3 separate regions of the Zea mays genome follow, and regions 2 and 3 are each linked to region 1. Evidence: chromatin contacts called from public Hi-C data. All regions are on one chromosome and are shown on one strand. The core of a region is the stretch at or near the end of the contact, and the rest is flanking DNA. Distances in the headings are between cores, read along the strand shown.

Region 1 (3,095 bases), core at 553-3,052:
ACACACAGCTAGCTTGTTTGGATAACAAGACAAGAACCACATTAATCCCTCCCTCCCCGCTGCCCTCTTTAATTAGGCTCCTTCGGTAGCGCCGGAAGAATGATATTTTACCATGCAGGCGCGCAGATAAGAATTACACATACGTTACAGCTAGTCCACTCGCAACAAAGATTACAGCTCCTTGCCATGTGTCGACCACCAATTAGGACAGGCGTCTGAGATTAACGTACGTGCGTGAGATTAACGAGAGAACCGAAGAAAAGAGGGGGGTGTGAAACCAAACACGATGCCAAGTTTCCTACACGGCCTGATCTGACGGGTGCAAGGAGTGAATCTGAATCTAGAATTCATTTGGGTTGCGGACGAGCCTGGCTCAATGGTAAGACGCTCGGGTGTAGTGTTACCCTAATATCCTCTCTAGCAGCTTATCTATACATATACTCATATTCAAATTACACTATATAAACAGCGCAATCTGCTATATAAAACAATGCAAAACAGTGTTTGTAGTGACCATATAGGTGCAATGTACAGTAGTCCACCCGTATGGTCACAAAAACACCTTTTGCATATAATATCTTACAATATTTGTCTTAACTCATAAAAATGGCTCCAACCGTTCTTATTTTACATATTTTTTATTAAAAAAATATAAAACACACCATGAAGTGACTCAAATGTATTCCACTTCAAATCAATGTCATATCTTCGTTTTCTATTTCATTCTCAACAATTTCTTTATATTAACTATTGGAACTCAATTTATTTTAGTGCCCTTAACACTTTAAAATGATGTGCTCAATCCGTTTCAATTTATAATTCATTTTATTTTTTACCTCGAGTTTGACCAGCTCGTCGTATTGGAAAAAAAATTATAATTATTATTAGCTTTTAATGTGGTATCGTTTAGCATATAATATATTGTAGATATGTCTTTGAATTTTTCATATTTATAAAAAAACTAAATAAGACAAGGCAGCCAAAATTAGTAAAGAAAAGTGAAACGAATTCTAAATTAGGACAGATGGAGCAATATTTTTAATTTGTAGGACACTATTTTAAAGCATCTTGTTGGAGATGCTAGAAATTAGACAAAAACTAACTTGTTTATACTCAATCCAGTTTTCGAAAGCCAGATTCTTAAAAAAAACTCGAGGGTTCCGTCCTTAGCTTTGGATCTGTTTTTTTCCCCGTAAATTGGACGTGGTCGAGCTGTCGCTGCAGCACAAGGGGCGGAGTGCGTCGCAATCAGCGGGCATTAGGGGCGAGCACGAATCCACGGCACGCTGAGTCAGACGCACCGGGGCTGCCCGACACGCGAATCCACGCACCCGTCTCTGTCCCATCCGCAGCCCCACCCCACGGAAAAGCAAGCAGGCCCATCCAGCCGCAGGCATGCGGGGGCAGCAGAAGCGGCAAACCGCGCGCCCGCCCACGACGCGACGCGACGAGCGGCGGACGGGGCGAACGCGCGGCGCCCCGGAACGCGTGGTGGAACCGTTCCGCACACCCTAGGGCCAGGAGGAGGACGCGATCCGACGGCCCGCGGGTGCCCGACCGGCCGCGGAGACACGGAGCCGCCCCCCGCGCACCCGAGGACCTTGGAACTTCCTCGCACGACACACACACACCCTCACCGCACCGCACCACCTGGCGGGGCCCGCCTCTCTGTCTGACCCCGGTCCAAGCCTCTGGTTACCTAACCTAACCAACCATGGTTGCTCGTGCAGCTCCAGCACTCTCCAGGGGCCTATATATCTCCTTCCCCGGCAGCGAACCAGCCGTTCTCTTCGTTCCGTCTCGCAGTGGTAGCACCGCAGCAGAGAGAAGAGAGATCTTCTAGCCTAGTAGTAGCATCTACTTACTAGTGAGTGAGTAGGAGTACTTGGCTAGGACGGGGGGGCCGTGACGACGGTAGCAGCATGAGCTGCAACGGGTGCCGGGTGCTGCGCAAAGGCTGCAGCGAGGCCTGCGTGCTGCGCCCCTGCCTCCAGTGGATCGACGCCGCCGAGGCGCAGGGCCACGCCACCGTGTTCGTCGCCAAGTTCTTCGGCCGCGCGGGCCTGCTCTCCTTCATCTCCGCTGTCCCGGACGCGCAGCGGCCCGGTACGCTTCCGTCCCGTCCCGTCCCCATGCATGAACTATCACACACCGACCATGATCCCTAGCTAGCTTATTATTGCTTACCAGGCTTACTGTGGTCCATGGCACCTCCTCGCAGCCCTGTTCCAGTCGCTGCTGTACGAGGCGGCGGGGCGGACCATCAACCCGGTGCACGGCGCGGTGGGGCTGCTGGGCACGGGGAACTGGCACCTCTGCCAGGCCGCCGTCGACACCGTGCTGCGGGGCGGCGCCATCGGCCCGCTGCCGGAGCTTGGCGCCGGGACGGGCCACCTGTACGGGCCCCCCGCCGCCACCGACAAGCGCGCCGGCGGCTGGTCCACCTTCTCCACGGCGAAGCGGGCGCGGAAGGCCGCCGCCGGTGCCGGGGCGCCGCCCGCGGCGGAGGCGGCGGCGTACTGCGACCTAGGGCTGTGCCTCAGCAGCAGCCCCGGGTCCCCGCCGGCGACGGCGGACGGGAGGAGGGCCCCCCTCCTGCGGCCCGGCACGCCGTCCATGAGCTCGGACGAGTCCGTCACGACCACGGCCGGCGGCGACAGGGAGCCCGTGCTGCTCAACCTTTTTGCCTGATGAAGCCGCCGGTCGACGACGCAGGCCAAACCAAACCAAACCACACGCGCAGCGGCTCTCTTGATTGGCCGCCGTGTGATGTGATGTTTTGTCTGGACGATCTGTCCCGGCGGCCAGGCGTTTTCTCTCGTCGCCGGCGACGGCAAGGCCGTTTTTCATTCGTTTCTGGCTGCGGCCTTAGATTTTATTTTTGGTTGCGTAGTAGCGGTAGTAGAAAAGAAACTACCAGTAGCAGCCGGAGCCGGCCTCGAAGCCCCGTTTGCGTGTGGGCGAAGATGAGACTATGAGAGCGCCGGTGGCCACCCCACCAAAGTATAACTGTTTTTTCCCCCTGTTCTTTTTTTCCCCTTCTCTCCTTTATTGAACAATTACTATAATATAAATAAAATACTATAGCACCACCA
Region 2 (3,539 bases), core at 811-3,310, 350 kb before region 1:
CATGCCCTACGCTGCATGCTAGCTAGAGCATACACATGCATGCATGGAGCACGCATCATCTTGTTCTGCTGCCGATACGATGGAGCTCACGATCTGGTTCATGATCATGGCCTCCACGCGCTCGTCCACACCACGGGCTGCTCCTTCCACGCGAGGAACACCCCGGCCGCCGCGCCGTCGTCCGCGCCTGGCTCGCGCAAGGTCCATCCCTCCCGGTACCGGCGCAGCAGCGACCGCATGTCGTCGGCCACGTCGTCGCTGAATGCCACGGGAGAGAAGCCGGCAGACCGCATGCGGCGCGCCCACGACGCCCCCGTCTCCCGCCTCTCGACGGATTCGGACGCCGGGCAGGCCACGAGGTCCACAATGGCACGCCCCGCCGCCCTCTCCAGGGCGAGCCTCTCGTTGCTCGCCTTGGGGAAGCTCTCCTCGAGGGAGTCCATGTACGCCGAGAAGAAGCGGAGGCCCTCGGTGAACACCTTCATGAACGCCGCCTCCGCGTCGGCTTCCCCGGCCGACGACGACGACGGCTCGGACGCCGCCACGAGGTCGGCGTCCTCCTCCACGACGGTGACCACGCGCGGCTCGAGGCGGCGGAGCGAGGCGACGAACGCGTCGCGCCGCCGCGCGCCCCCCGGCGCGACCCCGCGCAGCGCGTTGACGCAGTTGATCGCGAGCGCCGTGGCGGCGCCGCCCTCGCGGAGGCCGAGGCCGAGGCCGTCGAGGTCGAGCCCCGCGAGGTCCCCCGCGTGGTGCACGGCGCGGAAGCTGAAGGGCACGCCCATGAGGCGCGCGAACTTCTCGAGGCGCTGCGCGATCTCCCGCATCACGCGCTGCGCGGCCGCGGACGACGGCACGCCGGCGGTGGGCACCACGGTGGTGATGGACAGGTGGGGCGTGTCGTCCGACGACCTCGTGGCCAGCGCCTCCAGCAGCGTCGGCCACTGCGTGCAGAAGGTGTTGCTGAGGTCCAGGATGTGCAGCCGCGGCGGGTGCTGCGAGGAGGAGGACGAGGAGGCGGCCGCCGCCGCCGCCGCGTCCAGGAACGACTCGAGTATGGCCCCGTTGGCGGCCACGTGGCCGAAGGACGCCCAGGGGCTGAGCTCCTGGAACCTGAGCGCGGTGCGGCGCGTGGAGTCGAAGGACGTGTTCCGGTCCGACGCGGCGGCGAGCGTGCGCAGCGTGCGCGGGCCGGAGGTGGTGAGGCGCGCGAAGAGGCCCTGGAGGAAGTAGGACGCCAGCTTCTGGTCCACGTCCCCGTACGGCGACGCCAGCTCGTTGAGCATCCACATGAGCTGCTGCACGCGCTGGCTGTCGCGGGCGGCCACGGCGCGCGCGCACTCCAGCAGCAGCTGCGCGGCCCACCTCCCGGCGCCGCCGCCGCCCGAGGACGAGGCGGCGGCGCCGGAGGACGAGGCGGGGGAGCTGAAGTCGAGGTCGATGTCCACCTGCGGGAACGAGAAGTCGGCCGCCTCGAACAGGGCGCCGGCGCCGGCGCCGGACGACGTGGACGCGGGCGGGGGCTGGGGCTGGGCGTGCGGTGGCGTGGGAGACGACGAGGGCGGGGCGCGCGAGGACGACTGGAAGTGGCGGGACCGGGACGAGGACGAGGAGGAGAAGTCTTCATCCATGTAAAAGCCGTGGTCGTTGCCGCATTCTTCTTGGTACGGCGGCGGCGGCGGCGGCTGGTGGTGGTCGTAGTAGTAGTAGCCGGCGCTGCCGCTGCCGCTGCCTGCGGGGTCGTAGTAGTAGCTGGCGCTGCTGTAGTGGGAGTGGGGGTGGGAAGAGTGGTAGTGGTGGTTGTGGGTGTGGTAGGAGGAGGGAGAGGAGCGTGAGCCGGTGGAGGTGTCGTTGCTGCGGGACGTGGAGCGGGAGCTGTAGGGGGACTGGTGGTGGTGGTGCTGGTCCGGCGAGGAGGACGCTGCTGCTGCTGCTGCCTGTTGGTGATGTTGTTGGTGATGTTGGTGGAGGCTAACCAATCTAAACAGTGTGTCCATCTAACCCACCGGAGCCAGCAACAACAACAACATGCATACGGTGCAAATGGGCTTGTGCTGTTGTTGCTACCTACATAAACACAACCATGGTGGTCACCTCGTGGGTTATATAACATGTGTGCAAAGAGGATGCATGCATGGCGAGACCACCACAACGCTTTTCTTTTCTTTTCTTTTTTTTTTACTATCGCGCGCCATGCTCCCTTGCTGCCATTGGATAGACAAGGTAGAAATTTGGGTGCTTTTTGTGCGATCGATGTGCTCCCTCGCTTATCCTGCCTTTAGTTCGCGTCTTGATCAGCTTTGCCGGAAAATAAAGGTATGTAGGTCTAAAGTGGACGTGCGTGACAGTCGGATTGTGTGCACCGCAGGCAGGCGGGCGGATACCGACGAGTGGATGCATTTCAAATTTCTCCTGGCCCCAGCCGTGTCTTTATCCCACCACCGTTATTGCATTTGGCGCAGAATATATATTACTCCCTCCGTTTCTTTTTATTAGTCGCTGGATAGTGCAAAATTAGTGCAATTTTGCATTATCCAGCGACTAATAAAAAGAAACGGAGGGAGTACTACTATATACCCAGGCACGATTAGAGCTGTCACCGGGGAAATTACGGTGGTTATTATATTATTTAACGACAGCTGATTATGGGTACGAGTACGACCAAACCAAACCACACGGGGTGAAAAGCCACAGGGGGTTCATTTGCGCTGGGGGTGGTCAACCTGCTTCACTTCACTGGCCTGCTCCACTATCGCTAGCTCACCGCTGTTTTGTAACTGTAAACGAGTATGCCATCTGTGCTTGAGTCCAGATTTGAGCCCAAGCAAAGCGCTAGTAGCTGCTTGGGGAAGGGACCTGAGAGAGGAGAGTCACCGAGACCGAGTCAGTGGCGTGAGAGCATGGAATGCAACAGGCCAACAGCTGTGGGGAGTAAGTATGGGCTAGCTAATCGCAAATTACACACCATGTTGGTTATATTGACTGTACGTGTGGACCAAAGCAATGTGAGAACCACTCAAAAAATTTAGCACCCAAAACTGCGCTTTCAAAGTTAATGGAGCTAGGTGGCACACTAATAGGCACTACCGGAATCTGGGTCTTTGCCGAGTGCTCGGCGCTTTGCCGAGTGTTTTTTGTCGGACACTCGGCAAATTCCTGCTCTCCCCTATCATCTTCTCACTCCTCAATTTTTTTTTGATTTGTGGATTGGATGAGTTGATCTATCAGCTTTGGGTCTTTTTAAACACTATAGTTTTTATATAAAGTTTGTCTTAATCTGGTTTAGTGTTAAAAAATATTTTTTACAAAACAAATGAAAATCTCTGTGTCATTGTCGGTTCATATAGCTACAAATAATAATACTCCATCTGTCCTAAACTAGTATTTATTTTACCTCTTGGTTTTTATGTCTATATTTAAGTGGATGGTGATGAATCTAGACACATATATAAAGCACATACATTATTCAAGTGGATGCTGATGAATCTAGACACATATATAAAGCATATACATTAAGTATTGTATGAATTTTAGTTTGC
Region 3 (3,162 bases), core at 94-2,593, 440 kb before region 1:
GATTTGTCACCAAGCCTACCTTTTTTGTGCGCTTGTGCAAATACAATGCCACCACACATCAGTGTTGTATGCTTAAGGGGTAAATTCACACTGACGATTATTCAGGGAACATTACCTGTCAGTCGTATTGCTACAGGCTTGTAAAGAAGCAAGTGCTTCAATAGGCATTTTGTAAAGATTATATTATTGCTCATTTAAGTGGCTTCTTGCATATGCATCGGCAATTCAGCATGCGCCGTTGCAACTGTCATCTCGGTTTCCAGGTTTGGCTTACGTTAGTTTTGTTTCCAATGCCATCTGCTGCGAGCTGAAATATCATCGTCTCTTTTCCTTTTTTTTTTTTTACAAAAGACACGCTAAGTCGTGGAGACGGTGAATTCTTCCGGATGGCGTCTCATCTTGCAGACGACTAAAACGGAATACCGCGATTATCGAAAAGGAAACGGAATACCGCGCGGCGCTGAATGTACCTATCGTTGCGATGAGAATAACATCAATAAAAATGACGCAAAAGCTTATAGGTGAGACGCTCGTAGGTTTTCATTTATGCTTAAATATAGAGTATAAAATATAAAGGTACATACATTCTACTGGCTAGATGATGTGAATGCGGGTCTAGAACTAATAAATATGGTTTGAATCATCATTTATGTATAATTTTAATTTTTTATTATTTAAATGTGGAGAGCATGAAGAGATGATGAAACGAAGAAAAGGGGAAGGGGTGACAGCACAACAACCGCGGTGAGTAGAGTAGCGAAGGAAAGGGAGATTGTCAACTTTCAACTGCTATAAGGTTGTCTCCAGCAGTTTTTGTATCCCACATATTTTAAACTCTAATATATAAACAGTGCACTTTATAACATAAAGTAGTGTTTTGCACGATCTACTGGAGACAGACTAACGGTATTATAACCTCGTTGTCAACATATCTGTATATTTATGTCAACTTATGCAACCATACATTTAGAGCCATCCAAGTCGTATCCAAGACGTATCAGCATTGGAACACATTGATTTTTAAACTTCTAAATTGAGTTTACCTCTCCAAAATCCTCTGGCCGCAAACGATAATCTCTACTATTATAAATCAAAATCCTCTGGCGGCAAACAATAATCTCTACTACTATAACTCACCAGTTTTCACGGTTCCACCGTCGTCGCGCGTCAACACTTTAAAAACCCCTTATATTTCTTTGTACCGAACTCGTCTCCCTTAATTTAACTAATCGCCCCCTTAATCTCGCGGGCTTATATGAAAGCAACCCACCGCACGCACATCCTCATCGCCAACGAGCCACTTCACGCGTCTAGCGAACGTGCACCCGACAACTCTTAAGGCCTGCTCGTCCCCCGTTCGACTAGGCAATAGAGACGAGATCCGCTCCTGGCCAGCGACGAGAAGGATCGCCAGAGGGAAAGCGAGGAGAGACACCACATCTCAGTAAGTCCGGACCCCCATAGAAAGACACCGGACCCTTATATACATATAAGTCCGGAGCCTCCGGGTAGGTCCGAACTCCAGCAGGGTCCCAGAACGAGGAGGACTCTGGTGTGTGCAGGGGTCCGGTACTGACACGTATGCGGGCTTTGCTCTCCACTTCCCGCTCAGGTGGAGACCCGCTGCTTGTGGCCCATGGCATAAGCCACCGGGCAGAACCTGACGAGAAGTCGTGCAGCCCCTGCATTTATTGAAGAAAAGACGTGCCGCCTGCCACTGCGCTGACAGGCGACGTGCCCCCTCAACATTTAATGCGACCCGTCCCATCCGCTGGCAGGCGGCGTCAAGGTCATCCAGCGGACAGCGCGCCTGCTGGGTCTACTGGTGAACAGTACACCTGTGCTGAGCGGCGCGCTATACTCATCCTCTCTTCCGCAAGAAGCCTCCTCGGTACGCCTAGGATACGCAGATCTCGGGCAGAGAAGATTGTCTCGACAACAGATATCAGAGGATCCAAGCACTATATTCTTTATGTACCTGGGCCCACATGTCGGGGCCCAGTCCCTTTGTGCATGCCCCCCTTCAGCTATAAAAGGGGAGGCATGCGACGTTACACACACGCAATCTCAGACTCGCTAGCTCTTACAAGCCCTCAAGCAATACATCTCACAGTAGAGTAAGGTATTACGCTCCGGCGGCCCGAACCACTCTAAACCCTCGCGAGCTCTCGTGTGTTGATCCACCAGTCTCGTAGCAAGCAAAACGCTTAGGCCCCTCCTCTCTTTAGGATTTAGGGTGGGTGCAATCCGCCACCCGGCTGGGGAGATTTCCTCTCCGACATTTGTCTCGCCAGGTAGGGGCCAAGCTTCAAGTTTTTGCTTGTTTCCTCGCTCAGCATGATGGTGCGAATCATCGAGCACCGCGCCGAAACTTCGGAGGATTTTGTGATGGAGCAAGAGGTTGCATCCTCCGCGCCACGAGTGCCCGACCGCCCCGACTCTGGGACTGCTGCCGTGCACGCCGTGCAGCAGCACACGCCAGCGCAGGTGTCCCGAACTCCGTCGAGGGCAGCGCCTACGGCGCTGTCTGCGGCCAGAGAGTTGCTACGCCACCCCCTAGCTCCACGACATCACCGGGGGCCATGAAGCAGTGGCGCGACGATGTCGACCGGCTGCTCGGCATGGCACATTCTACTTCGACCAGGTCGAGGCCTCTGTCATCCCGGCGCCAACGCGAGGCGACGACATCTGTGCGCTCGCCTTCCGTAAGGGGTGCACAGACCGACAACCTCCGGGCGGAGCTCAACCGTAGGCGTACGGGAGAAGACGCCTGGGTCTCTTTGGAAAGGGCGCGTGAGCGCCGAGAGAACATTGAGGGTCGCAACCTCGACCGAGATTTCGCTGCGGAGGCACCGCAGACACCAGTGGGCGCCCGATCCCAAACGGGTGTCCCCTTGGCCGGCGTGGGCTGCGCCGCCCTTGCAGACCATCTTCGCACGGCGTCGTGGCCGCCCAAGTTCCGGCCACACCTGCCGGAAAAATACGATGGGACAACGAACCCATCGGAGTTCCTGCAAATATATGTCACCGCCATCACGGCAACAGGTGGAAACACCGCTGTAATGGCGACATATTTTCATGTCGCCCTGTCTGGACCTGCCCGGACTTGGCTCATGAACCTCGCCCCAGGATCAATCTACTCCTGGGAAGAGCTCTGTGCGC

The links. Hi-C and Micro-C count contacts between places; a contact is called where the count stands out from the background.
Region 2: a contact with region 1 is called in a Hi-C map of ear, with 2.0 times the contacts expected there. The contact joins the promoter of LOC103636850 here to the promoter of LOC100193187 in region 1. A contact is called at or near these places in 2 of 25 Hi-C or Micro-C datasets (ear and tassel).
Region 3: a contact with region 1 is called in a Hi-C map of bundle sheath, with 2.6 times the contacts expected there. The contact joins the enhancer-like site here to the promoter of LOC100193187 in region 1. A contact is called at or near these places in 2 of 25 Hi-C or Micro-C datasets (bundle sheath and ear).

What each region holds. Positions count from the first base shown.
Region 1 is chr1:77,867,302-77,870,396 of Zm-B73-REFERENCE-NAM-5.0, reverse strand. It overlaps LOC100193187, which reads left to right and starts at 1,802. Exons shown (of 2, transcript NM_001138342.1): 1 at 1,802-2,106; 2 at 2,173-3,095. The coding sequence starts at 1,923. The coding sequence ends at 2,978.
Region 2 is chr1:78,215,352-78,218,890 of Zm-B73-REFERENCE-NAM-5.0, reverse strand. It overlaps LOC103636850 (protein SHORT-ROOT 2-like), which reads right to left and starts at 2,060. Exons shown (of 1, transcript NM_001323339.1): 1 at 45-2,060. The coding sequence starts at 1,997. The coding sequence ends at 105.
Region 3 is chr1:78,304,597-78,307,758 of Zm-B73-REFERENCE-NAM-5.0, reverse strand. It overlaps LOC103636860 (mechanosensitive ion channel protein 2, chloroplastic), which reads left to right. Exons shown (of 15, transcript XM_008659179.3): 15 at 1-250. Among protein-coding and RNA genes, the nearest start is that of LOC103636860, 25 kb to the left of the region's middle. Within about 2 kb of position 1,343, at least 8 of the 20 cell types and tissues checked have an H3K27ac peak or open chromatin away from gene starts, as enhancers often do. A contact at or near this core is called in bundle sheath, where this site is marked.